Linked DNA regions of Rattus norvegicus: region 1 is linked to region 2. The links are chromatin contacts, called in public Hi-C maps. All regions are on one chromosome and are shown on one strand. The core of a region is the stretch at or near the end of the contact, and the rest is flanking DNA. Distances in the headings are between cores, read along the strand shown.

Region 1 (2,700 bases), core at 199-2,698, 590 kb after region 2:
CCTATGAGCAGGTAGCTGAGGATCCCAGGGCCAACCCAGGGATCGGGGGCTCTCGTGTAGCTGGGAGGCTTTTGTGCCAACTCAGTTCTTGGTATTAGGAAGTGGCCCGGGAATTGGAGGACAGCAAGTACCAGTACTCAGAACCCCGGCTGTCCATCTATGGTCGCAGTCCTAAGGAATGGTCTAGCCTGGCCCGCTGGTTCATTCAGCACAAGGTCTACTCGCCCAACATGCGTTGGATCATCCAGGTGCCGCGGATCTAGTGAGTACTGTGTTCTTGTCTGCCCCGGGCTTCTCCGGGGACCACAGCCTGTCCTGCATGGCTCCTGTCCGTGTGTATGCTCCTGAGCCTGGGGACAGGGACTGTGGGCTTGGCTTTCAGCACACATCACTCTTGCTGTTGAGGAATACATACATGAGAAGGCCTTGCTGGGGGAACACCCTTTCTTCTCATTGAAGATTTGGGTGAGCCTGGGGGATGAGATGACCCATGGTGTCCTACATTACTGGCCTCTGTGGCTGCCATGCAAAGCGACACTCTCATCTCCAGCTGGGCTGGGCTTGAGTGGCAGAGTCCATGTCCCTGGAGATTTGAGGACTCTTTTGTCACTTCTCACCCAGCCTGAATCCCACCTCCTCACTCTCAGTGGCCTCTGGCTTGAGGCAATGGCCACAGGTACAGAAAGATGCCCATCAGTTTGCAAACACTGACCACACTGGCTGTTTTCTCTGCTGAGAAAGTGACAGGGGCCCACTTGGCAGACCAAGTCCCTAACAAGCCAGCCTTTGGTTTCCCCAGTGATATATTTAGGTCAAAGAAACTACTGCCAAGCTTTGGGAAGATGCTGGAGAACATCTTCCTGCCCCTTTTCCAGGCTACTATCAACCCTCAAGACCATCGGGAGCTTCACCTCTTCCTTAAATACGTAAGTCTGGGGGCCTCTAGTGAGCCCATTTTGGCAGAGGAGGGCACTCCTGCCCCACATGGGCCCAATCACCTTCTCCGGCCTTCCACTCTGCTTCCCTCCCCAGCTCCTGGACCCAGGCACGGACTGCCAGCTCCAAGCAGCTGTATAATGAAAGGAATGGAGGGAGGCTGCTTCTCAGGGTAGTGGTTGCTGGGAGCACTGGGGAAGGCTGTGTCTGTCCCTAAAAGGGCAGCTGCAGGCAAGGGTCAGCAGCCGTTAGTCCAGAGGTCAGAGATACCTGATTTAAACGGTTTGCTAGGTTTCTTCTCAGTGAAGCAGAGGAGCCTCTGGGGCCACCGTGCTCCTGGCCAGGGCCCCCGATCTGTTGTGAGGCATGCGGCTGGTATCTCACAGCCAAACTTGACACACCGAAGGAATCCTCTGCCTATAATTCTGAATCCAGCTTTGGACCTATCTGGGCCCAGAGTGTAGTCATCGCGCTTGGACAGCTTCCTAAACCACTTTGGTCCTGGTTTGCTCAACATTAAGACGAGGCCACAGCCACCTCCCCACGCAGTGTCATTTGAGTGCTAACTAGCTGGCGAGTTGTAAGGTGGGGGGCAGGGGACTTGATGGATGGTTGTAGATGCTTGGCATGTCAAGCAGCCCCACCCCCACTCCAGCCCTCGCTACTGCTGTTGGCAGTGACTGCCACTCCCTGCAGCACTGGCCTCCTTGGCAACAGCAGTGGAGAAAGCTGGCAGCTCAGGCCTACCCTCATCTGGCCCAGCCTCGGTTTCCTCATTGTCAATGTCAGCGTCGATACTTCCCACACAGGTGACAGGGTTTGACAGCGTGGATGATGAGTCCAAGCACAGTGACCACATGTTCTCAGACAAGAGCCCCAGCCCAGACCTCTGGACCAGCGAGCAGAACCCACCCTACAGTTACTACCTGTACTACATGTATGCCAACATCATGGTGCTGAACAACCTCCGCAGGTGGGTGCAGCCCCGGCATGCGTGTGGGCTTCACATGCATGTGGTCCTCCTGCCAACATGCACACCCATGTGGTTCTTAAGTTTATCACATGACTGCTTGCACATGCGGGCACATGCTTGAGAAGACTCGTGCCGATACAGATACGTGGCTTGTGTGCAACGATGGATGCTGTACATTTGCACACACATGTTCATTTGCACATATTTACCAGCACGACCTCCACGTGGAGAGACCTAGGACACACTGACTGACCATATGCATGCTTCTCTACTGCTGTGCAGCCATCTGCACACATGCATTTGTGCCTTGAAAAAGTGCAACTCCCATGCGATAGGCACAGTCTGGACACAGGAGAGACCGAGTGAAGCAGATTCAGTTTGCCTAAATCTTAGGGTGGTGTCCTGTGGAAAGGTCCACAAACCAGACAAAGCGCAAACTGACAGGAGCCAGAAACCCGGGACACAGGCACAGGGCACAGCTACATTCCCTTCTCTGTGAGTCTAATGTTGCATGCACCTTCCTTTGGGAGCATAGCTTCTCACGGGCTAGCACCGAGCTAATCCAGGTTGTGCCGGGTGAGTTTAGAATGGGGTTGAGAAAAGGGCCTGTAACAACCAGGGTGGAGGTGGTCCTGAGTCGAGCTCTGGGAGATGGGCTCTCTGGTTCTGGCTATGTCATGACCTGCTCAGCGTCTTTCAACACACGCCATGCCCTGGGCCTTTGCTCATTTCTAAAGCAAAGTGGTTGGACCTGATTTCTCATGGAGCCAGTCTTGGAATGCCAAGAAGTG
Region 2 (2,831 bases), core at 100-2,599:
GGGAGCAAGCCAGCAAGCTTGGAGTTTTGGCTGGAGGCGCCTTGGAGATGGGGGAGGGTGGAGGGTGGAGAGTCAGCAGCCGGTGAGAAGGGGCCTGTTTCCTGACTCCCTGACCCGGGCTGTCTCTGTGGAGGCCCCAAACCCAGGGAGGTCATCTAGGGCGAAATTCCAGCTTGAGCCCCCTGAGCAATGACTTCAGTTTTCTTGATAAGGCTGAAAAAGGGACACTGAGTGTCCACCCCACACCCCCTCTCTGTCAGCACCTCCGCTCCAGTGAGGCCTCTGTGGTAGACAGCCTGCCGGGGAGAAGAGACAAAGATAGACTGGGGACAGATAAGGACAGAGACAGCCAGGGACAGATGGAGCCTAGAGGTGAAGATGGGGCAGCAGTCTGTGGGGAAGCCCAGAGGTCAGCACCAGACCCCCTGTCTCCGCTTGCTCAAAGCTGGTTGATTGTCGGGGCCTGCAACAGAGAGACTTGGTGGGTACAGCAGGAACATTGATTGTGCCGCCAGCTTGAAGGACACAGCTCTGATGCCTGGGCCTGGGTCTCTGTGTGTGACTCTTGAGGCTGGTGCTCTGGTGTGACGATGGGGCCAGTGGAGCGAGCGTTACCTCTGAGGTTCCAGGAAGCATCAGCAAAGAAAGAGGTTGAGGGCATTAAGAGCTGGGCCGAGGTAGGGATCCATGGCCACCGCTGTTGGATAAGAACTGCTACTGCTTTCTGGTCTTCCAAGGTCACCTGGCCTCACAGTACTCCAGGCACACTCTGGGAGAGAATGTTTGCACCCAACACTGTCTATTTGGCTTGGCAAGTTGGTGGAAGCTGAGAAGACACAGCTGGCCTGTGCGCTCCTGGGTCACCATGTGCAGTTGAGTCACAGCCCCTGGGGAACAGGAGCCTGTGCTCAGGGCTGTGCCCACAGACACAGCCACACAGGTATCCAGATGCCTTGTGCAGCTGAGTCACTGTCACTCCTCGGGGAGCACGTGCTGGCTCGCATGTGTACACAGGTACACAGAGACAGGGTGCACCTGACTGTGAGTCACTGGTGCCAGCCAGCTCTGGAGTCTGTTCTGCCATCCCTGTTTAAAAGCAAACGCCCACAAGCCTACACATAGATGTAGGCTTAAAGTACAGCTCAACCTACCCGCTTCTTTGTACTGGGGTGGGGGGGTGCCAAAGACACTTGGATGAACAGGTGAGCAGAATGAATGGGCAGACAAATGAAGAGACGGGTGACCACCCCCTGCTTGGTAAAATTGGTCAGGGCAGCTCCTCAGGGTGGGTCCAGAGCTCTGTGTCTGCACGGAGTCGTCTTGCTCCAAATATAGCCTTCATGGGTGGGCAGGGAGCCAGGGATGCTTCCCAGGCAGTGACTTCACTGGGCCCAAGGCCCAGCCTCTGTGGACTTGGAGAAAATGAACAGAGGCCCAGCTTCCCACAGCCAGGCTTGACCTGCGGGGCTGGAGCTGTCCGTGCCACCGCTTGGCACCTGGGACTGTGGGACAGGGCTGATGCAGATGGGTACAGAGAGCTTCTGGGCTGGCGCTCCTTGGGGAAGGGGGGGTGGGGGAGCTGCCTGCTGATTGCATAACCCAGACCCCCTGCTGGGCTGCCCATCATCTGGCAGGGACAACCCTCTGGCCTGGGCTTGCTCCCAGGGACACGCCTTTGTTTCTGGAATCTTTCTTTTTTTATTATTTCTTTTATTTTTGAGATTATAATGTAATTACATCATTTCCCCCCTTCTCTTTCCTCCCTGCAAACACTCCCAAATAAACCCCATGCTCTCTTTCAATTCCTGGCTTCCTTTTTTCCCCATTAATTGTGGTTACATGTGTGTGTGTGTGTGTGTGAGTGTGTGTGTATGTGTATGTGAGTGTGTGGGTGCATTTGTGTGTATGGGTGTGTGTGAGTGTGTGTGTATGTGTATGTGAGTGTGTGGGTGCATGTGTGTGTATGGGTGTGTGTGAGTGTGTGTGTGAGAGTGTGTGTATATATTTGTGTGTGAGTGTGTGTGTGTATGAGTGTGTGTGTGTGTGTGTGCTTATTTTCCTGGATATACCCTGCTCAGTCTGTATGTTACTTGTATGTTTGTTTTCAGGCCTGACCATTTGGCATTAGAAAATCATTTGGTGTGCTTTTCCTTGAGAAAGACTTTTAGCGTTCCTTAGTTGCCTGTAGTTCTTTATGGAGGGTTGGGGCCTTGTGGGCCCCCCTGTCCACTTTGACATGTCTATGGTTGGTGTTCTCACTAGCTTACATTTAGGTAGCCATGTTTGTGAGACTTCATGGGTGTAGCATCTGACATGACTAGGAGACAGGACTCACAGCAAACTGATCCTCTAGCTCCTGCAATCTTTGTTCCCTGAGTCTTGGGTGTGGCACGTTTGGAAGATGCACCCACTGGGACTGGGTAGGATCCTCTTTTCTTGACGCCCCCCACCCACTCCAATGCCTTGATTCAACTGGGCAGTTGCAGTTTACCCGAGTTGGCCTTCCTGCCTTTAGACCTTGTCCCTCTGCTCTGCCCTGCCCACAGCTGTCGGGCACTTTTCTAAAATAAAGATCTGACTCAGCCTTTTCTGTTGGAAAGGGTCCCTGTGGCTCCCAGTGGTGAGCAGCAGGTTAGACGCCTCCCCTGGTGCTCAAACCATCTTTCCTGGGTCCACCCTACCTGGGTGTTTCGAAAGGCTGTGACACGGACAATGTGCTGGCTAACTTTATGTCAACCTGACACTGGCTAGTCATCAGAGAGGAGGGAGCCTCAGCTGAGAAAAATGTCTTCATAAGATCAGCTGTAGGCTAGTCTGAGGGGCATTTTCTT

What was found. A called contact is a pair of places that touch in the nucleus more often than the background predicts.
Region 1: a contact with region 2 is called in a Hi-C map of the A7r5 cell line, with 15 times the contacts expected there. The contact joins two enhancer-like sites. A contact is called at or near these places in 4 of 12 Hi-C or Micro-C datasets (the A7r5 cell line, Schwann cells, kidney and 1 more).

What each region holds. Positions count from the first base shown.
Region 1 is chr1:174,355,238-174,357,937 of GRCr8, forward strand. Ampd3 (adenosine monophosphate deaminase 3) reads left to right here. Exons shown (of 15, transcript NM_031544.2): 9 at 99-262; 10 at 800-926; 11 at 1,746-1,909. Among named protein-coding and RNA genes, the nearest start is that of rnf141, 35 kb to the right of the region's middle. Within about 2 kb of position 1,449, at least 42 of the 93 cell types and tissues checked have an H3K27ac peak or open chromatin away from gene starts, as enhancers often do. A contact at or near this core is called in the A7r5 cell line, where this site is marked.
Region 2 is chr1:173,767,867-173,770,697 of GRCr8, forward strand. No RefSeq gene overlaps it. Among named protein-coding and RNA genes, the nearest start is that of Swap70, 67 kb to the left of the region's middle. Within about 2 kb of position 1,350, at least 30 of the 93 cell types and tissues checked have an H3K27ac peak or open chromatin away from gene starts, as enhancers often do. A contact at or near this core is called in the A7r5 cell line, where this site is marked.